7 separate regions of the Mus musculus genome follow, and all the other regions are linked to region 4. Evidence: chromatin contacts called from public HiChIP or PLAC-seq and promoter capture Hi-C data. All regions are on one chromosome and are shown on one strand. The core of a region is the stretch at or near the end of the contact, and the rest is flanking DNA. Distances in the headings are between cores, read along the strand shown. Region 1 overlaps Ttc28 (tetratricopeptide repeat domain 28). Region 2 overlaps Ttc28 (tetratricopeptide repeat domain 28). Region 3 overlaps Ttc28 (tetratricopeptide repeat domain 28). Region 4 holds the start of Pus1 (pseudouridine synthase 1). Region 5 holds the start of Lrcol1 (leucine rich colipase-like 1). Region 6 overlaps Ttc28 (tetratricopeptide repeat domain 28). Region 7 overlaps Ttc28 (tetratricopeptide repeat domain 28).

Region 1 (2,700 bases), core at 165-2,664, 350 kb after region 4:
GCGTGCAGAAAACTCCGTCTCGTTTATTAGCCAAGAACCATCATTTGCATAAAGTCTAATTTACAAAGTCAGCGGAAATAAGCGTTTGTGTCAGGTACAAATGGATGTAGCTGTTGAAGCCGCAGGGCTTCTCTGTGGACTGATGACCCTGGTCTCCACCCTGCCTGGAAGCACAGCGGTTGGCTGGACATTAGCCCAGACCTTGTTTCCAAGTCTTCCTGGTCTCCTCGTCCTTGTTATCGAGTTGCAGAGACAGTGGGGTGAGGGTGGTGGTGGGGACCGCATGTCTAAAGTGCCAAGCTCTTCCGTCTGCTCTTCACAACATCTGTGTTGATCCTGTATCATGTCAGTTCAGACGGGAGTCTCCTGTCAAATGTTTCTTTTGAAAACTTTTATTATTTTTTTTTGTGTGTATTTATGTGGTTAGTGAATATGTGTGTATATGTGCATGTGTATATGTGTATGCATATATATGCATATGTGTGTGTCTTTCTGTCTGTATGTGTGTCTGTGTATGTGAGTGTCTATGTGTATGTATTTCTGTGTGTTTATCTCTGTGTGTATAATATATACATGTATATATACACATGTATGTATGTTTATGTGTCTGTATATGTATGTGTGTCTGTGTGCATATGTGTCTCTCTGTATTTGTGTCTGTGTGTATGTATGGGTGTATATCTGTGTGTATATGTCTGTATCTGTATGTGTATAATGTGTGTGTATGCATGCGTGTGTATATGTGTATGCATGTGTATGTGTGTAAATGTGTGTGTCTTTCTGTCTGTGTGTGTGTCTGTGTATATGTGCGTGTATGTCTATGTGTGTATATATGTGTGTGCATGTATATCTCTGTGTGTATGCTTGTGTATATGTGTGTATGTGTGTGTATATGTGTTTATATGTGTATGTGTGTGTATATATGTATGTGTATGTATATCTCTGTGCGTATGCCTGTGTATATCTGTGTATACATGTGTGTGCATATGTGTTTATATGCGTGTGTGTGTGTACCTGTGGAGGCCAGAAGAGCCTTTGGATCACCTGGAGCTGCAGGCTGCTGTGAGCTGGGTGCTGGGTGCTGGGTGCTAGGAATCCAGTCAAGGCCCTCTGCCAGAGCATCAAGAGCCTTTGCCCACCGTTACATTGTTCCAGCTCCCTGTCAAATGTCTCTGAAACAGACTCTTAAAGCATTAAATCACAAAAGCCCTTAAGGATCAACTGACCCAGGGTCTCGTGGCCTGGGCTCAGAGAGCAGGGATAAAGAGTTCTTGATTAATCCCTCTCTCCTCCCCTTTCCTCCCCTTCTTCTGTGTGGCATGCTTTTAGGGATGGGACCCAGGACTGTGCAGGGCTGGGCAGTGCTCTACCGTACCTAGCCCTTAATGGTAAAGGGCTTCTGTGGGCCTAGTGGGCGTGTGATAGCTGAGGTTAAGCACTGAGCTTAGTAGGCTCCTCTCTGTAGGCATTCATGGAGCTCCAGGTCAGAAGGGAGAGATGAGCCAAGGGCTGCTCAGATATCTGAATTATCTTTATGTGGACTGCATATTAACATCAGTTAGAAAAGTCTACTTGCAATAGCATGTCGGCGGAAAGAGTACGTTGTTCAAGAATGAAAGACCCACAACGTGAGGACTCCCCCACGTTCTGACTCAGGAGAGGCGACACCCCAAAATCACCAACGAGAAAACGGTCTTGTTGCAAATTGCAAGAGGATTTTTATTCAAGAGCGCTCTCGGGCCCACGGTCATACACCACACAGGGGTAGAGGACTGTGGCGCGCCGAGTAGCTGGATAAGGGGGTATTTAAAGGAAGAAACCACAACTCAAGGAAGTGGGGAGGGCTTTGTTGGAAGATACCAAAGATACCAGTTAAGAGTCACAAGGAAGTGTAAAGTTACAAGAGTCACAAGGAATACCTGGTAATTGTTAACTTTCAAGACAGCTTCTAAGAGCCCCTAACAATAGCACATTTGCATTGCAGGTTCTGGTAATGGCCAGGGTGACTTTCTTTGAATGAGCACTCTTTGAACCCAGGAAGCGGGTGGGGAGAGGAATGTCGCTATCTCTTTTATGATTAGCATACCTTTACAAAGGCCACATTCCCAAGCCTGGGCCTAAAGGCCTAGAATTCTGTTTTTACGTTGTTATACTTTCAAGACCACTGAAATAGTTGGGCATGATGGCCACGCCTATAATGTTAGTACTCTGGAGGCTGAGGCAAGGGAATTTGACAGTAGCCTGGGCTACATAGAAAATTCCAGGCTAGCCTGAGCTGCATAGCAAGACCTGTTACAAAGAGAAAAACAATCTTATGAAAATACCTTTCTACTACCTGAAGAATAACAACCATACCGTGGGATGTGGCTTGTGAGACTGTAGGAGCTGAGCTTGTCAGTGAGCCAGGGCAGATGACTGCCAGGCACCGTCCTCACTGCAACTCCTCACAGCACTGGGCCCCTCCGTTGATCGAGCTAGTGGTCTGCATCCTACTAGAATGCCATCCTGTCATGACAGCTTTTGTGTCCTTAGGCCTATACTGTGTCCCTCGCAATTACTACATAGCTTTGCACACAGTAGGGGCTCAAGAACTATGACTTGACAGAGGTGATTGTCACTGGGAAAAATGAACAGTCTGAATAAGCCTAGGCCGGTAAGGCAGGTGCAGTCACCCCCTCTCCTCCGTGGCCATGAGGGGCT
Region 2 (2,700 bases), core at 172-2,671, 400 kb after region 4:
GTTTCAACATTAACTGTTTGAAAGTCTTTGGCTGTGTTATTTTGGTTTGGAGGTAAGGCCTTGTGAACTCAAGCAATCAATTCTCGTGTGCCGGCCACCCGAGGGCTGGAACCACGGGGCTGTGATTTGGGAGGCTGTAAAGCCTGAGGAAATGGAGCCTGACTGGAGGAAGCGGGTCACTGGGGCGGGCCTCACTCCACTTCCTGCTCGCTCTCTGCTTCTTGACTCCAGATGCACTGTGCCCTCACCGTGGTGTTCTCCTCAAACCCACATCGCCTCAAACCTTAAGGCAAAACTAATCCTCCCTTCAGCTCCGCGTGTCAGGTGTTCTTTAGTCACAGCCACAGGACAAGTGACGTAGCCATCCCTAAAACAAGGGCAGCTGTTCAGGCAGACATTTGCAGAGTGGTAATCTGGGTACGGTGCTGCCTGCTGTTTGTGAGGGAAAAGGTGCTGCCTGTCAGGATTTAGCTGCTTCTGCTGTCTTGGTAGCTGTGGTGGCAGGGTTTTGTGATATGTCACCTGGCCCTCTTAGCACATCTCTGAAATTATGTGCTAAGTATGTTGGAGATAAAAAGAAACTAAAACCTACAAGTTTAAGCACCAGCCAAACCCTGACCTGGGCTTTCCAAGCCTTACAAAGTATTAATATACATGTCTCACAAGGGGAGGGGGTACCTGGAGTTCTGTGTACTGTGATTGCATGCATTGTAGCCTCACAGTCTGCCCTATGTCCTATCCCAGAGCCTGTCCATGTGTCTGTGTTCCTTCCCTGGGCTTTGGTACCTAACTGAGGCCCCAGGTTTATGAGCACTGAACCGCAGGGAATACCTCACCCACGTGGGCTTAGGTAGTAAAAGGGAGAATCAATATTTCTGCGACTAACTGCAAATACAATCCCCATCTCCCCAAGTACATGCAATTAATCAATTGGTAAGCACACCAAATATTCCTTAGGTAACCGTGCAAACTATAACCACTATGAAAAATGCACACTGTAAGGACAGGAGGAAATGTGTGCATTGTCAGGACAGTGTTTAGTGTTCATGTCACCAGTGTGGTTCTAATTTGGATAGCTTAAACCTTATTTTAGTTCTCAAACTCAAAACCCTTGAAAATGGGTTGATGTGTGAATAAATTTCTAGCTCTAGCTTGAGCCTCATGAAGCTTGTCAGGGTGACGGGGTGGCTGGCCCCAGTGCCAGAGCCTGTAGCTCGGAGCGGTGCTTTGGCAAAAACACAACTCATTTATATCACATCGAAAGAGAAAGCCATTGTCTTCCTCTGCCAGATAGTTTGCTAGTGATGCTTTCTGGCTGCATTTTAGTATTCAAATACAGATGTTCCCAGATGTGCCCTCTGTGGGAAGCAGCTGCTGCTTTTCTGGCACAGAAACTGCAGAGAGGTCAATATACAAAGGCAGCACAAACCTCAGTACAGACACAGTGCCTGTGTGCAGTGGGCCTGGCGTTCCCAGGCGGCAGGGGGCCCTCGTACCCCCCTTAATAACCTGAAACTGTCTCAGATTTACCCTTATTCTTCAGGAGTAGAAACAAAGACAAGTGATTAATTTCAAACACACTTGGCTGATAAATACCATCACATGTTATTTGCCCGGGGACTGTAAAACACTAGATTTTATTTCCTGCGAAACTGATAGGAATATAGATGTTCGGCTGCGATTACTGACGTTCACGGCGGCTGCTCCTAGTGGCTGCCTGGTAACAGCCCGGCCCCAAGTGGCTTGGGGTCATCAGTGCCCACACACCTTGGCTGTGAGTTCACAGAGCACTGCATTATTTACTCTGGCACGATCGGGCATGAGCCTGTTGGATCCCAGCCCAGCCCTTCCAAGTGTGTACAGTGTTGTTATTAGCACCATTTTATAAATCCAGAAGACGAGATGAAGTTAAATGACTCTGGTGCTTAGCCTTGTTCGATTTTTTGTTTGTTTGTCTGTGTTTTGTTTTGCCCAGTGCTGAGCCATGAAGCATGCGCTGAACATCACATAGTGCTACCTAGATGTGCGCTGGTAGGACATCACCACGAGCAGTACTGCCTGGCAGCTCTGCACACTAAGGGGAGACCGGCAGGGAAGGGCTGATATTCCATTCTCCTTCCCCACAGCCTGGAGGGAGCGCCTGGCTGTCCCTCTCCTCGTGCCCAGAGAGCTGCAGTGAAGCAGCTCCTGCGTCTTCCTAGCATTTACAGAAACGAAGAAGCAGAAGCGCACATCTCTGGGCCCTCATTTGGAGTTGCCATAAACCAGAAGTTTCCAAGCACAGTGGCACCTGGGGTGCTGTGCCTGCCTGAGCCTTATAAATCTGTCTGTGCAGTGTTCAAGGGCTCATTGCCTCCAACCAGATCTATTCTTCGAAGCTAGCTAGTGAATTATTTATGGATTACACATTTGACAGGGGCTTGGGGCTACATTTGAAAACACTCAGCTCCCGGCTTGTCGCTGTGGAAGGTAGAAATGTCTGTCTGGAAACCAAGGCTCAGAGATATTCAGTGGCTACGAGTCCCAGAGGTAGAGTACTAGAATAGCTGAGCTCAGTGTGTCTGGTCCTGTGCTGCCTGGCTTCCCAGGGAGGGGCCTGTGCATCCTACCACAAGGACAGCAGGCCATAGCAGGTGAGGGTCTAAGCAGTGGCCTCGAGCGTGGGGTTCAGATAGAAAGGAAGCCTGCGCAGAGGAAGGG
Region 3 (2,700 bases), core at 82-2,581, 450 kb after region 4:
ACTGGGTCTGTGCTGCAGCATGCTGGGATGTTAGAGTGCTGAGCCATGAGCTCAGAAGTGTTAAAGATTGGGGCTGAATGTGGCTCAGCAGGGAAAACCAGAGGATTTGAGTTCAGTTCCCAGCATCCACACTGGGCAGCTTACCTCTAACTTCCCCCATAGGGTACCCAGCAGCCTCTTCTGGCCTCCACAATCCCCTGCAGACATGTGAGCAAGTGCACACCCAGCCCACACACACCAATAAAAATTTAAAATCCTCTTCTAAAAAGTATTAAAGGCAATGAAAAGGATTAATGCTGTCATTTCCTGTGTATAAGACTCGAAGTTTATATCAGTGCAGCAACTTAGTTTTCAAAGTACTGCTGCTCCCTGAGCTATTCCTCAAACTCCTCGGGAAGACAGAGAGAGGACAGCTTTCAGAGGAAACTGAGGCTTAGTGTCCTGGCCAGAGTCTGACAGCGCTGAGTGGCAGAGTCTGGAGCATCTTGTGTGCTCTTCTGCTCCAGGGTTCTGGCTCCATGCTTCCAGCCTGTATAAATGTGGAGCTTCAGGGACAGGGTCTCCCAGGGAAATGTCAGCTGTCTGGGCCTCAAGGTGTCCGTGCAACAGAAACCAGCCCCATGGAGCTAAGCAAAGCCTGGTCTTGAGGGCTATGATTGGCTCTGTGACACTGGGTCACTTACAATCTCACTGCCCAGCCTGGTCCATCTCCAGTGTGCCCAAGGCCCGGGGTGGGGCATGGGGAGGGGCAGTTACTCTTGTCTGGTAACAGAAGTAGAGGATTTTCATTGCTTTAATCAAACCAGCTCCTGTTTGTGTTGATAATTGGTTTTAACGTGTCCTTCAGCCCACAAGTCCTAATCGTCCATATTCCCTCATCTGTCAAAGATTGGTCACGTAAACTCTAGTTAACTGGGGCTGAGTTAACTGATTTCTTCAGATCCACAAGGACCTGCCTGGCAGTCTTCCTTTTAACCCCTTTAAAAGGTGCTTTCAGGTTGTGTGCCCGGGTATAAGCAAGAGCTGTCTTGCATCTCCGAACTGCTGGGTGTTGGTTGTGGACGTGAGTGACAGTCTCTGTTCTGTCCCTTGCAGCTTTACAGGGCATCGGCCTTGTTTGAAACGATTCGGCACGAGGCACAGCTGAGCACAGACTACAAGCTCTCTCTCTTCGACCTGCAGACATCATCCTACCAGGCCTTGCAGCGGGTGCTCGTCAGCCTAGGTGAGAGCAGCTGGCGTCCGTGTGTGTGCCTGTACACACAAAGCCCGTGGTTCGGTAATCAGTGCAGACCATAAGGCCACAGCCTGCTATTAAATGGTCACTTGTTCATTCAGCAAAGATCGGCAGAGCAGTGAGGGCAAGTGCCAGTCCCCATGAGCTCAGTGAGCACGCTCTCAGCTGATCTCCACCAGATGTCATGCACATAGGTTGATGAATCCAGAGTGACTTGATTGGCTTAACCACAGCAGAGCAATTCCAATTCTGAGAGAGCAGAGCAGGTGTCACTCCCCCACAGACCCCTGCTCCAGGTGTCCCTCCCCCATAGACCCCCTGCTTCAGGTGTCCCTCCCCCACAGACCCCTGTTCCAGGTGTCCCTCCCCCACAGACCCCTGTTCCAGGTGTCCCTCCCCCATAGACCCCCTGCTTCAGGTGTCCCTCCCCCATAGACCCCCTGCTTCAGGTGTCCCTCCCCCACAAACCCCTGCACCATGTGTCCCTCTGCCACAGACTCCTGTACCAGGTGTCCCTCCCCCACAGATCCCTGCACCATGTGTCCCTCTGCCACAGACTCCTGTACCAGGTGTCCCTCCACCACAGACCCCTGCACCATGTGTCCCTCTGCCACAGACTCCTGTACCAGGTGTCCCTCCCCCACAGATCCCTGCACCAGATGTCCCTCTACCAACACTTCAAGCCTCACTCAGGCCATGTGCTGAGATGACACTGGCCACTTCTGTTTCCTGAGCCATGTGTTCTTGCTGCTGATTGATTGTACTCTCTGGGCCTATGTCCCAGGCTGTGCCACACACAGTCAGGGCTCTTCCCAACTGCACCCCCAGCCTGTGTATTGAAAGGCAGCAGGGCAATCAATCCACAGCCACCCTGCCCTGGGCTTTTGTGTTCACAGTGGCCCTTTCTTGGAAAAGCACCGGAGAAAAGAAAATCACAGAGGGGGTATTGGAGTTTTTCATTTTTAGGGATGCAGTTCACATTTAGGGGGCATAACAATGAGAGCTGGTGGCCCCTGGTCACCTCACACCATAGTCCTAAAGCAGAGAGACATGAATGCTGGCCCTCAGCTGGCTTTCTCTTGTCTGTTAAAAGACCCTTCTAGACACACCCAGAGCTGGCTCCTAGGCAATCCCCAAACCAGCCAGGGTGGCAGTGAAGACAGACAGATAGACATCACAGTGTTCGTGCTTTGAGTTGGGTGTTTGAAGCCTTTCTCCCCACCTTTGCTTCCCATGCATCAATGCTCAGGTTTCCTGTTATGCATGGGCTGGGATCATGCCTGGGATGTCATTTATTGCCATTATGATCACACTGTTAAGTCTGCCCAGCACTTTGGGGATAATTCTCCAGTGTGTGCAGAAATCATCCCTGCTGTTCCAGTTAATAAGTTAATAGCGTAAGGGAGGGTGTTTGCACGCACTCACATAAACCCCTTCTTTGTAAGGCTGCCTGAACAACAGGG
Region 4 (2,700 bases), core at 121-2,620:
ATGTAAATAAAATATCCAATTTTTTTTTTAAAAGGAAATGTCAACAGCAGAGGTGACAAGAATGAACAAGATTCTACCCACACTGGGGGTGGGAAGGATGCTTTCATAAGAGAGAGAACCTAGCTTGCCCCTGGCCCCTCAGGATGCTGAACAGGTAGCACCTGGCAGCAATCTGGTCCCCACATTCAGTAAATCTGCCCATGTCACACAGTTCCCCAGGTACTGTGCAGGCAGCACCCTAACAATGAAGACTCACTGCTCCCAAGGTCACATGTGAATCAGCTCCCATAGTGGAAGAAAACCACCCAAACCTCTTACGGAGGATTCTGTGGATTTTTGGTTTTTGTTTTGCTTGTTTTTGTTTTTTTTTTTACTGTTTCCTGGGATGGGCCTGGCTCTGAGTAGCATCAGGGAACCAAGGGCTGCCTCAGGTAGGGGCTTCTAGCCGCAGCCCTCCTCACCTGCATGCCGTGGTAGCCCTTGCCCGAGTAGGCCATGAGCAGCACAATTTTTCGCTTTGGCAGCTTGCGTGGGGGCTCTTCATCCTCGCCGCCCTTGACCCTCTTTGCAGGATGCTCCGTCTCCTCCCAGACCCAGCCACCTCGGCCCTTCCTGTCCGGTTGGTGTGAGGCCAGCGCTGGTGGCACCTTGTTTCCAGCCATAGGCGGCAGGCTGAGAAAAACAGGCATGAGTGACCAAGGTGGTAAAAGCGGTTTAAAAAAAAAAAAAAAAAAAACAGAACCCTGCTCTGCCTGCCTCAGCGGTCTCTGAAAGACCTTGCCCAAAGACAAACCAACCAGCCTGGTTCATCAATGACAAGAGTGACTGAGGTTGGACAACAGCGGCAACTCGGGCGGAGTTTGAACTGGACACACAGGGAGGCAGTGCTCTGGCGGGGCAGTACAAGGCAGCGATGGAAACAAGACACAGGTAAGCAAGGAGAGGCAGACAGCTCAGGACAGTCTTGGGTTCTCAGTACAGAGGTCTCAGTACAGAGGTCGCGGAAGTCTTTACCCGGGCACGCGCGGGCCTGGGCGCGCCGTCCACCGTCCCCAGTTTCTCAGCAGTGCGGCCCACAGGCGGGGGAAGCCCATGCGCTGCGGGGTGGCGGGCACCGACCCCGGACCTCAGCGATCCCCTCCGAACTCTGCAGCCCCGAAATCCCTGCCCTGTCTTCCAGATGTCTTGGCTCTGACCCTGCGGCGCCCCAGATCCTAGGCTGACCTGTGACCCCCGCAGCCCCTGCCCACCCCCATCCAACACCACCACCCCGTCCTTAGAGATCGCGCAGCCGGCGCGCTCGAGGAGGGAGGAAAGTCCCGCCGGACCCACTCACGGCGCCGCGGAACCCCCGAAGCTGACCACGTGCACGAAGGCGGAAGCGGGCAACGTTGGAAGGCGGCCGAAGGCGGACAAAAGTCTTTCTGGGACGCGCCTAGCGGGGTGGACCCAGTGGGTGGGGCTTCCCACCAGGATCCAAGCCAGTCTAGATGCCGTTTTCCAGAGAGGGGAAAGGCTCTACGTCGGCGTGGCTTGAAAAGTGAAACAACCTCATTAAAATGTGCAGGTTAGGAATGCACCAGGGAGCCACTCAGCAGGTAATAACTGCAGATGCATAGATAGTCCCAGCACCGACTCAGTGCTACTGAGCAGGCCCTTGCCTGGCCCATGGCACCAACCCTGGCATTGGGAGGTCACAGATGCTCTCGCAGTTACACCACTGGCTTTGTGGTGTGTGGACCATCAAGTTTCCCAGCATTTGTTATTTCCAGAAGCTGCTCCAATTTCCGGACGCTGTTGTGTTTAATGACATAAAACCTTCTCATTATGTAGCCCTGACCCGCCTGGAAATCTCTCTCGTATATATCCTCCCAGATGCTGGGATTAAAGGTGTGTACCACCATACACAGCTCCTGTCCTCCAACTTTTGGCAACCCTCCAGCCTCAGCCTCCCAAGAGCTGGGATTACAAATGTGAGTCACCACATCTGACTTCACACGTTACTCTTATTTTTCTAATTTTGCCAAAGAGTGATGCACAAACAACATGAAACCTGGACATGCAGCCATGGGCACCTAAGCCCCAGTTCCTTCTCTGTGACTTCATTCCCCCCATTTTCAGGCTGTCTGATTCACCCTGAGCATTCTCACCTTTGAGAATGTATGTACCTTTGTCACTCTTCCAGAGATGAGGAGTTTTGCCAATCCCTGCTTCCATCCTTGCAGCCGCTCGTCCTTCCTACACCCATCTGGCTGACCCGGGATACTCCCCTGCTCAGACTCTTGGCTTCATTAGGTTTAAAGCCACACACGGAGACTTGGGGAACTGGGCTGGACACTTCTGAGGACCATGACTTGAGGTGACCACAGCTTGAAATGGGATAGGGAGCCTCATGTGTATGCAGGGGGAAAAACATAATCCAAGGGGACTAGGGACCAGTGCAAAGGCCCAGGGGCAGCAGTGTGCCACAGTGTGGCCAACCTAGCTCAGAACCTGCTCCTTCCTATAGGTAGAGTAATAGGGGCCAGCATTGACACTTCTGGAGTCTACAGTTAGGGAAACCACAGGGATGTCTGGTAACAGAAAGTAGTAGAAACAAAACCAGGAATCAGTAGCCTTATGGGTCTTGGCTGTGATCCCTATTCAATTGGGATCCCACTGGGCGTTGGGAGGCAAAGCCTCACAAAGGGACCTGGGGAA
Region 5 (2,700 bases), core at 61-2,560, 440 kb before region 4:
TAACTGATCAGGTCTCTCCTGCGCCCAGGTTATTTGAAGCAAATACCAAACATCTTAATATGTCTCAGCGAGATGATTTTAAGCTGTCTTTTATGGAAATAAAATGCATTTAGCGTATGAACAACCCAATGAGTGTAGTACATGCTGCTGTACGTTGTGCAGTCCCCTTCATTGGACAACACAAAACCCGTTCTCCCACCTCAGAACAAACCCCTGTCCATAAAGCCGCCATTCCTGTTCCCACAGTAGTCTTCATGTCTCAAAAAGGTTTTTATTTGAAATACGATACCTACGTCTGGCTTTATCGTGTTTTCAAGATCCACCCACATCTTTGCTAATACTTCAAAGTAAGACCAGAGCAAATCCATCCTTGGCAAACCTGGACATCTCTTTGCTGTTGCTAATAGTACAGCTAAATTGCATATTTGAACTGTTTGATTAAATCTGACCAGTGCCTAGGGAGCAACGGCAATCTAATTTAGAACAACTGAATGCATAATTTTAGGGAATATTTTGTAACAAAAGACTGGGTCTTGGCCCATCTCAGACGCCAGTTGTCCAGATCCCTTCCAGACAGGACCTCCCCACCCGAAATCACCAAGCTGATCACATCCTTCCTGTTTTCCACCAAGGACCTTCATGGATCCTGGTGCCATTCTTTGTGAGTCCTTCTTTCTTAGAAAAGTCCTGCTTTAATTTGCCTGAGGCTGAGCATGCTTATACAAAACCAGTAATCCCACCACTTGAGAGGTGGAGACAGGAGGATTGTAAGTAGTCAGTCCTAGTCAATCATTAAAGAGCTAACAAGGAGAGCTGCTGGAGCTAGGTGGTGGAACACTTGTCTAGTACTTGTGAGGCCCTGGGTTAAGTCTCCACGCCCCCCACCCAGGGGCAAAAATCTCAAGTGAACGAACAGCCCACACACTATAGAACAGACAGAAGGATTGATAAATGAGAACAAACTGAGACTATTATCAGGGGGCAGAGTCAGCACCAGACATGAGCACCTGACTTAGGAGTGGAGAAAGGGAACTCTGGGTGCCTAAGGAGTTGTGGTCCTAGGGCGGGGTGGGGGGTGGGGAGGACAGTGGGGAGGGGGCACAAAGAGTGGGTGTCCTACACTGCTGGGTAGGGGTTTGTTTGGCTATTGGTAGCTGGTCTTGATTTGGAACAGAAGCAAAAAGCAGGAAAGCAGGTAAAGTATGGTGGGAGGCCATGTCCACGGAATCTCTACATTCTGTGCAGAGGGCGGGGCAGGAAGTGGAGTGGAGTTGAGTTACTGCTCAGAGACTTGAGGCCAAGTACCCTTGGCTAACCTGTAACCCTCTACTTCAAGGCTGACGTCTGCTTGGAAACTGCAGTTTGGCTGCTCTCGCTGCACAGAGGAGCAAGTGGACCTGAGGCAAGGAGGTAGGGCCACTGGGAACTCAGCAGTTCCAAAAACTACCTTTCTACTCCCAGGAATAACTCAGATTGTTCCTGTCCTGTGGTACCTGGCAGGAAACAGGAGAAAGATAGTCTAGTTTCTGGGTCTACCCAGCGGTTGCAATCATCCCTCTTTCCCCTCAAAACAGAGTGAAAAGTTCATTGTAAAATGGCTTCTTCTGAGACGGTGCACACCCTGGAAAACTCCTGCTTTGTACAATATGAAATAACTTAGAGAAGGGTGTAGCCTGATCTCAATAGCCCTCCGTGCCCAACAGAGCACATCTTCCCATTAAACAGTGCCTTTCTAGGCCCTGACACCACTCTTCCATCTGTCTCCGTGGACCTGATGATTCCCAGGCCCTTATGTAAGTGGCGTTCAACAGTATTTGGCCTTTTGTGACTAGCTGATTTATTTAACACGGTGCGCTCAGGGCTTTCCTGTGCAGTAGTCCTTTATGAACAGTGGTGATCTGTGACCCTTTTATACTGGGCTTCTCATGGGCAATAGCAGAGTGCTCTTGGGCTGTGTGAGGTATATCCTGTCCAACTTGGAAACAGGACCTTGTCAGGACTTAAAGGGAAGGTTGCGGCTTAAAAACAAAAATCGCTTCCTGGTTTCAAACACAAGAAGAACACGGCAAGTTTGAAATTCAAAAGCGTTCAGGTTGTGGCTCAATTGATGACATATGAAGCCTATTTAGCTATATGGAAAGAACACTGGCTGAGTTTGTACAATAGCTGTGGATCTGCTCCTTTGACTGGGACAGTGCTATGTGCCCTTGAGTTCCTGGTGGCAAGGGGCATCTAGGACCTTTGACTTGCTGTGAAGGAAACAAGAGTAGATTCTTTCCACCCTTAGCAATCGGTCCCATTCCTGCGGCTGGTACAGTCAACCACAGGCAGTGACTGGGAAAAGGAGAAGAAGGAGGTCCGTGGTCAGCATGGGGAACTCAGGGTGTCTCCCATTACCAATGAGAAGTACAATTGGTCTTGAATTGGAAAAGTAAATAAAAGCCAGGGGAGCTGAGGACAGAGAACTGGCTCAGCAGCTAGCAGCACTTACTGCTTTTCTAGAGAACCCGGTTTAGTTCCCAGCATCCACATGGTGGCTCACAATCACTTATATATAGCTCTAGTTTCGGGCATGTATGTGGTGCAGGCAAAACAAACACATCTATAAAAATAAAAATAAACAAAAATTTAAAAAACAAAGGCATGGAGGCAGAGATCTGATGGAAGATCCGCACTCTAGAACAGACAGAGGAAGTCTGT
Region 6 (2,700 bases), core at 197-2,696, 370 kb after region 4:
GCTGACAACCATCCATAACAAGATCTGACCCCCTCTTCTGGTGTGTCTAAAGGCAGCTACAGTGTACTTATGTATAATTATAAATACATCTTTAAAAAACAAAAAGCCTGGCTGTGCTGGCATACCCCTCCCCCCAGCCCTCCCCCAGCCCCAGTGCTTGGGGGCAAAGGTAGGCAAATCCTGGGGGTTTGGTGGCCAGTCTCTACTCCAAATGATAAACTCCCTGGGAGACCCTGCCTCAAAAAATAAGCTTGACCATGGTTAAAGATACACAAGGTCTCTCTCCAGCTTCCTTATGCTCACACAGTGCACACGCTGAGAACATTATCGATGAAATTAAATGTGGCATTAATAATTACAAGTAAAATTAGCAATGTAATTCAAAATTAAAATTTAAAAACAAAAGGCATAACCCACCTAACCCGATTGAGACGCTCTAGCTAGCAATGCTGTGCTGTTGGGTTTGTCCAGCCTGCTGTCTGGTGTTGATCCCTGATTCCCCCACCCCCAGCCTCTCACTGATCACTCAGGCCCATGGGGTCCTGGTTGTGCTCAAGTAAGCTTGATTTGAAGAGACAGAAATGTCTGAGGTGCCTGTCAAGAGCAAAGGGTTTTATTCAGAAGGTTCAAGCACCCTGGATGGCTGTTCCAGTATGACCCAGCATGACCAGTGGCCTCTCCTGTCCAGCACCCCAGGCTGCTGCTGCTGCCGAGGGCTGTAGGCTCTGTTAGCCAACCCCATGCCCAGTGGCCACCCCTCCCACCTCTGAATATGTTCTCTCAGCTTTAGCTCTGCTTCAATCTGTCCCTTCCTTTTTAATTTTTTTTCCTGTTCATCAGTTTAAATTTCTGAAAACAGATTAATCTTCCTGTTTGAAATCTTGTTTTGCCTTCTAAAAGTAGGAAATGGTTTATTGAGTTAATGTGCTGCTCCTGCAGGCAAGTGTCCAGCCTGGGTCCCACAGCTGTGATATCGGGGGACCCCCGTGGCACTCACAGAGCTAGCTGTGGCTCTCAGCAAGGGTGACAGGGAGAAGCAGCCTTCTGAGAAGGAGCCGTGGGCAGGCATGCTCCACCACAGCTCTGTCTGATACAAGACCATCGCCTGCGTGGCCCAGGTCAGGGTTTGGAGAGAATGACTCTTGTCCTCAGTTCTGCCATAGATCCATCTTCAGAGATGCTCACCCACTGAAGCCTGATGTCTGGTCAGCAGCAAATATTAAATCACCCATAGGTTGCTCTTTGTCTCCTACAAATCCACATTCCCCACTCATTTCCCCCCCTTATCCAAGCCTCAGTAATTGCGTGGTTAGATGTATAAACGATCCGATGCTTAACTTTGATTCTTTACAACAAATAAATACCTTCCTCCTAGACACTGGTTTCCATGGATTTTCCTAATGACTGTGCTTGGCCTATTAGGACTGAGCTCTTGACGGCTCCCCCATCAGCCATGTGTACGCTGCTCACATTCCACAGTGTCCCTTGGGACTTGTAAAGGGAACAGAGCAGAGCTGTTCCCAGCTGTGATCCTCAGCCATCAGCCCTTCCCGCCGAGGGTTGTCTTGTGACTCCACAAGGACTCACAGATGCAAGCTGCACATCTGACTTGTGCAGACATCCAGGCTTAACATCTCAACCTCTGGATGCATAACTCCCCCCTAACACCCGCCTTCATTTCAAAACTAGCAGCAACAAAACCACAGGCCAGAAGGTTCCGATCTCCCGAGTTTCCTTGTCCCGGTATTAAAGCATTTGTCATACTACACTGACATTGACTTGGGTGTCTCTCTCTGCCAGTCAGTCCTTGTGGCATGAGAGGCACGTTGAGAGGAAACCTAGACATGTTAGTGTATCTACCTGTGTGTAGACAGATGCTCACACAGTATGCTGATCATCCATAAAGTGCTTACATTTTTTACCGGACAAGTGTCTTACGTAGGCATACATGTCTCTCTTCCTTTGATTTTTTTTTTAATTGTCAAAAATTCACGTACTTAGTTGAACAATGAGTCTGGACTTTCTATTAGGTCATCTCTCTTAGCTGAGGAAGATTAAAATCCAGGGGCTGGAATCATCAGAGTGTAATAGTTTATAGTCTGGGAAGCTCTCCCCTGCCTTGGAGACAACTCACACTTGACTTATGCTCAGGCCCCTCCCATCTGGCAGTCCAGGGGATACTTCCAAGGCAAAATATCTCATTTCTGCTAACCCCCACCCAGGCCTTCTCTGGGCCCCCAAACATTGGTGTTGTGTGGGAATAGCCCCTGGGCAGGTCTGTCTTGGCACGTCCTGTGCCACGCAGGCATCTGACTGGCTCAGGGGTTTCTGGGGTCCCCTGAGGGTATGGAGCCATGACTGGAAGGATGGAGTCATGTGACCCACGCTCTTCAGGTTAGAGAACAAATTCCTGGGCAGGGATTGCAAACTCAGGCTCATAGAACCCTGGATGTGTGAGGGAACTTGGGTACTCCAAGGATCAGTGGAGCTGGAAGAAAAGTGGAATTGCAGGCCTCGTGGATGTGCATATACACCACATGGCTGTGACCGCCCACTCTGCTGGCAGGTGGCTTTGGGCTGTGGCCTGAGGTGTGGCTGTGTATGGAGAGGCATCACTCCAGTCTAAAGGAAATAATGATGGAATGTTGTGTGTACCATTCGTGAGGTGGCAGTCAGTCTGACGGGAGCGACCCATGTGTG
Region 7 (2,700 bases), core at 90-2,589, 430 kb after region 4:
ACAGGGACCCACAGAGCGGGCCACTGGAAGTGCTAGCATCCCCATGTGCAGGAGTCATTTCCACCAAAGTGAGAGGTGCTGGGTGCCCCCAGGGGAACCGCATGCACCTCATCTTCCCACTGCCTTACAGGGGCCATGATAGCCACAGTTTACAAACAATGAAAATAAAGTTTGAGATTCAACAGCTTGCCTGGGCTCACACAGCCGAGAAATACTAGAACCAGGAGCCATGAGAGCCCTTCACCCACCGAGTCACTGTGCCTTCCACGCGTCAGAGAACATGCTGGAATGAGAAAGGATTGCAGAGGGGGCCTGGTCATGCTTGGATCACCAGTGCCAGCCCACAGATCCTGTCGTGCTTCTCAGCCCAGCAGATCAGGCTGTCCAGGCACACGGACCTTGCTTTGTAATCTCTTAGCCTCTGTTCCTTCCCCCTCCCCACACTCAGCTCAGCCCTTTTGATCACACAGCTCTTGTACTCCTCCTCGTGACTGAGGACAGGTAACACAAGGCCAGTCCCTTGAGTATGGTTGAGTCTTTCTCCTTAGCCACCTAGCTGGGCAGATTGAGGTTTTCTGAGATCAAGTAGTTTGTTAGAATGGCAGGTCAACCGAAATAATTCCCATCAACCCATTTCTTTGTGAGACTTTTGAGTAGGCAAAGGATCTGGCCCTAGAGAGCCAAACCCTGGGAATTCAGGTTAGTGCTGCAAAGGCTGGCACAGGTTCTGATGTGGGCCAGACTCAGGGCTAGAGGAGGGAAAGGAAGAGGAGGAAGAGGAGGAGGTGGAAGAGGAGGGTGTGGCTCCTTCCTCAGCTCATAGTGCTGAGGGAAACAATGAGCAGCTGAGCCTTGCAAGTCACTTATATCTTTGTTAGTAGCTGAAGTTTTAAAGGTAAAATGGAGTGAAACTGGTGATGTTTTATTAACTACATATATCAAAAGCAGCATCCTAACGTAATCAATATGATGATTAAAGACACTCTACACTCCTAGCCTCCGGCTGAGTCTTTGAAACCCAATGTCTATTTCTACTCTACCCTCAGTGAGCCATCACCCGGGGGTTATGCCAGCCCCTGCAAAGCTACGCTTGTGACTCTGGTCCGTCGGAGTGACAGGCCCTGTGACGGTTGCCTTGAGGAGAAGCTGCTTGCCCCTTGGAGGACACACTAGGTCCCCATGGCTTACTCAGCTCAGACCTGTCCTCAGAGTTGGAGGCTCTTTCTAGGAACTGGGAGACTCTAGCCAATTAGGAGCCACCCACCCGCCCGCCCACCCGGTGCGGTGCGGTGCTGCAGTCAGTCAGCCTGCCTTCCCTGCATCTCCCCTGCACCAGCACAAGCTGCTTAGCATCGTTGTTGTGCCTCGTGGGTGTTGTGTCTTCCTGTAATAGTGCACACAGCCACTTCGCCGCTCTCTAATTTCTGCCTCCCAGATCCTCTCAGGATCGTCATACATGGGGTTTGTGCAGTGCAAAACCCTCAGTGGAGGAGGCTTTCCCCAACTAATTTATGCAAATGCCTTGTAAGAGAAAACTCAGCCTTTGTCTCTTCCCCCAGCCTCTTGTAATGAGCTGTGCAACAATATTTTTTTTTTTGTTTAATGGATGAGGTATCTCTGAATTAGTTACGAACATATTTCTATACTGAATAAATTTTATTAATGATTTTTTTTAAATCACCACTAAGCCAGTTGATGTGTCTTATTAATGACTGGTGATAATCCTCTCTCAAAAGCAGTCCTGTAAAATCGACTGCAGATAAGAGGCCAATCATCAAAGAAATACAGATCTCTTGATGCAAACCTGCTCCGTGGCCATCTGTATGTTTTGTGTTACCAAAGTACAAGGTGAAAGCATTCTCTCTCTCTCTTTTTTTCTTTGATGCAGAAAAACCTTTGGCAGCTTTGGAGTGAGTTCACCCACACAGTGGGGATGGGTGGGTATTCCTACACCTGTCACCCCGGGTTGTCACAGTGACCCTCTACTCGTGGCATGCACTGTGGTAACACAGTGAGTGTTCACATTTAAAGGTTGCTCAGCAGTTTATGTCAGAGCTAACGGAGCCTAATAAATCCAGGTGTTCCTCACTCCAGAGGGCTGGCAGAGCCTGACTCCGGGGAGGTGAGATGGGAAACAGGTCCGGACTAACAGTAACCAGCTGTCGGACTTCAGCTAGGCCACTCCCTTCTTGTGACTTCACTTTCTCCATCTGGAAAATGAATGATTGATGACAGTGCGTCCCTACTAGGGATGACGCAGAGGTAGAGAGGGTGAGGTGGGCTCCGCGGAGGAAAGACCTTTAGGGCAACCACTGAGGTCCCTCCAGGGTGCGCAGGACTTGGGCGGTGGCTGCTTGCCTGCTGACTGAGAGGAGAGTTGCCACTGCTGTGTGTTCTTCTGGAAAGGGTTGGTGGGTGGGGCGAGCCAGCTCACGATTCATTCTTTCTGCATTGGGAACTGCGGGGGCTTTTCCCACCCAAGAATCCCCCGTCTTATTTATTCTTGCCCCCAAGTGCAGACCGACAGCTTGATACCTAAAGCTGGGCTCAGTGGGCGTAAAGGGACCATTGCCCAGTTGTCTGCAAATTGTCTTATCCCGTAAAGGATTCTACATCACTCATAACATCATATGATGATGCAGTAGAAATACGAAACCAGGACTCAGGGCAAATACAAAAAAATACACAGAGGGGCTGACA

Evidence for each region. Promoter capture Hi-C pulls out the DNA fragments that hold promoters and counts their contacts. HiChIP or PLAC-seq counts read pairs in DNA pulled down with a chosen protein or histone mark.
Region 1: a contact with region 4 is called in an H3K27ac HiChIP or PLAC-seq map of embryonic stem cells, with 5 read pairs. The contact joins the enhancer-like site here to the promoter of Pus1 in region 4. A contact is called at or near these places in 4 of 39 promoter capture datasets (the 3T3-L1 cell line, frontonasal cranial neural crest, maxillary cranial neural crest and 1 more), 2 of 115 datasets of contacts at active chromatin or transcription factors (bone marrow-derived macrophages and embryonic stem cells) and 1 of 9 other capture datasets (liver).
Region 2: a contact with region 4 is called in a promoter capture Hi-C map of the C10 cell line, with 4 times the contacts expected there. The contact joins the enhancer-like site here to the promoter of Pus1 in region 4. A contact is called at or near these places in 4 of 39 promoter capture datasets (the C10 cell line, cranial neural crest and hippocampal neurons), 6 of 115 datasets of contacts at active chromatin or transcription factors (bone marrow-derived macrophages, embryonic stem cells, memory CD8 T cells and 2 more) and 2 of 9 other capture datasets (adipose tissue and liver).
Region 3: an H3K4me3 HiChIP or PLAC-seq map of the SCID.adh cell line shows a contact between it and region 4, with 5 times the contacts expected there. The contact joins the enhancer-like site here to the promoter of Pus1 in region 4. A contact is called at or near these places in 10 of 39 promoter capture datasets (the 3T3-L1 cell line, the C10 cell line, cranial neural crest and 6 more), 12 of 115 datasets of contacts at active chromatin or transcription factors (the SCID.adh cell line, craniofacial prominence, embryonic basal ganglia and 9 more) and 4 of 9 other capture datasets (adipose tissue, embryonic stem cells, liver and 1 more).
Region 5: an H3K27ac HiChIP or PLAC-seq map of embryonic stem cells shows a contact between it and region 4, with 6 times the contacts expected there. The contact joins the promoter of Lrcol1 here to the promoter of Pus1 in region 4. A contact is called at or near these places in 8 of 39 promoter capture datasets (the 3T3-L1 cell line, cranial neural crest, embryonic stem cells and 2 more), 3 of 484 Hi-C or Micro-C datasets (the Ba/F3 cell line and embryonic stem cells), 6 of 115 datasets of contacts at active chromatin or transcription factors (bone marrow-derived macrophages, embryonic stem cells and large pre-B cells) and 1 of 9 other capture datasets (adipose tissue).
Region 6: a promoter capture Hi-C map of cranial neural crest shows a contact between it and region 4. The contact joins the enhancer-like site here to the promoter of Pus1 in region 4. A contact is called at or near these places in 3 of 39 promoter capture datasets (the C10 cell line, cranial neural crest and pre-B cells), 3 of 115 datasets of contacts at active chromatin or transcription factors (bone marrow-derived macrophages, embryonic stem cells and memory CD8 T cells) and 2 of 9 other capture datasets (adipose tissue and liver).
Region 7: an H3K4me3 HiChIP or PLAC-seq map of embryonic limb bud shows a contact between it and region 4, with 2.9 times the contacts expected there. The contact joins the enhancer-like site here to the promoter of Pus1 in region 4. A contact is called at or near these places in 16 of 39 promoter capture datasets (the 3T3-L1 cell line, 3T3-L1-derived adipocytes, the C10 cell line and 10 more), 1 of 484 Hi-C or Micro-C datasets (muscle stem cells), 14 of 115 datasets of contacts at active chromatin or transcription factors (the NIH/3T3 cell line, embryonic basal ganglia, embryonic forebrain and 11 more) and 4 of 9 other capture datasets (adipose tissue, embryonic stem cells, liver and 1 more).

Annotation. Positions count from the first base shown.
Region 1 is chr5:111,125,772-111,128,471 of GRCm38.p6, forward strand. The region is part of intron 5 of Ttc28 (tetratricopeptide repeat domain 28); the gene reads left to right. Among named protein-coding and RNA genes, the nearest start is that of Gm35628, 110 kb to the right of the region's middle. Within about 2 kb of position 1,415, at least 20 of the 459 cell types and tissues checked have an H3K27ac peak or open chromatin away from gene starts, as enhancers often do. A contact at or near this core is called in bone marrow-derived macrophages and embryonic stem cells, where this site is marked.
Region 2 is chr5:111,178,525-111,181,224 of GRCm38.p6, forward strand. The region is part of intron 5 of Ttc28 (tetratricopeptide repeat domain 28); the gene reads left to right. Among named protein-coding and RNA genes, the nearest start is that of Gm35628, 55 kb to the right of the region's middle. Within about 2 kb of position 1,422, at least 169 of the 459 cell types and tissues checked have an H3K27ac peak or open chromatin away from gene starts, as enhancers often do. A contact at or near this core is called in adipose tissue, bone marrow-derived macrophages, liver and 1 more, where this site is marked.
Region 3 is chr5:111,229,955-111,232,654 of GRCm38.p6, forward strand. It overlaps Ttc28 (tetratricopeptide repeat domain 28), which reads left to right. Exons shown (of 23, transcript NM_001267622.1): 10 at 1,096-1,225. Gm35628 (a long non-coding RNA gene) reads right to left here. Exons shown (of 3, transcript XR_389516.2): 3 at 2,512-2,700. Among named protein-coding and RNA genes, the nearest start is that of Gm35628, 3.5 kb to the right of the region's middle. Within about 2 kb of position 1,332, at least 14 of the 459 cell types and tissues checked have an H3K27ac peak or open chromatin away from gene starts, as enhancers often do. A contact at or near this core is called in the SCID.adh cell line and pancreatic islet, where this site is marked.
Region 4 is chr5:110,779,226-110,781,925 of GRCm38.p6, forward strand. Pus1 (pseudouridine synthase 1) reads right to left here and starts at 1,371. Exons shown (of 6, transcript NM_019700.4): 1 at 1,015-1,371; 2 at 462-672. The coding sequence starts at 1,094. It overlaps Gm26515 (a long non-coding RNA gene), which reads left to right and starts at 668. Exons shown (of 2, transcript XR_389515.4): 1 at 668-930; 2 at 1,281-1,839. Gm15559 (predicted gene 15559) reads left to right here. Exons shown (of 2, transcript NR_152254.1): 2 at 1-35.
Region 5 is chr5:110,343,420-110,346,119 of GRCm38.p6, forward strand. Lrcol1 (leucine rich colipase-like 1) reads left to right here and starts at 1,311. Exons shown (of 6, transcript NM_001310709.1): 1 at 1,311-1,410.
Region 6 is chr5:111,153,280-111,155,979 of GRCm38.p6, forward strand. The region is part of intron 5 of Ttc28 (tetratricopeptide repeat domain 28); the gene reads left to right. Among named protein-coding and RNA genes, the nearest start is that of Gm35628, 80 kb to the right of the region's middle. Within about 2 kb of position 1,447, at least 65 of the 459 cell types and tissues checked have an H3K27ac peak or open chromatin away from gene starts, as enhancers often do. A contact at or near this core is called in adipose tissue, where this site is marked.
Region 7 is chr5:111,213,787-111,216,486 of GRCm38.p6, forward strand. The region is part of intron 6 of Ttc28 (tetratricopeptide repeat domain 28); the gene reads left to right. Among named protein-coding and RNA genes, the nearest start is that of Gm35628, 20 kb to the right of the region's middle. Within about 2 kb of position 1,340, at least 32 of the 459 cell types and tissues checked have an H3K27ac peak or open chromatin away from gene starts, as enhancers often do. A contact at or near this core is called in embryonic limb bud, forebrain, muscle stem cells and 1 more, where this site is marked.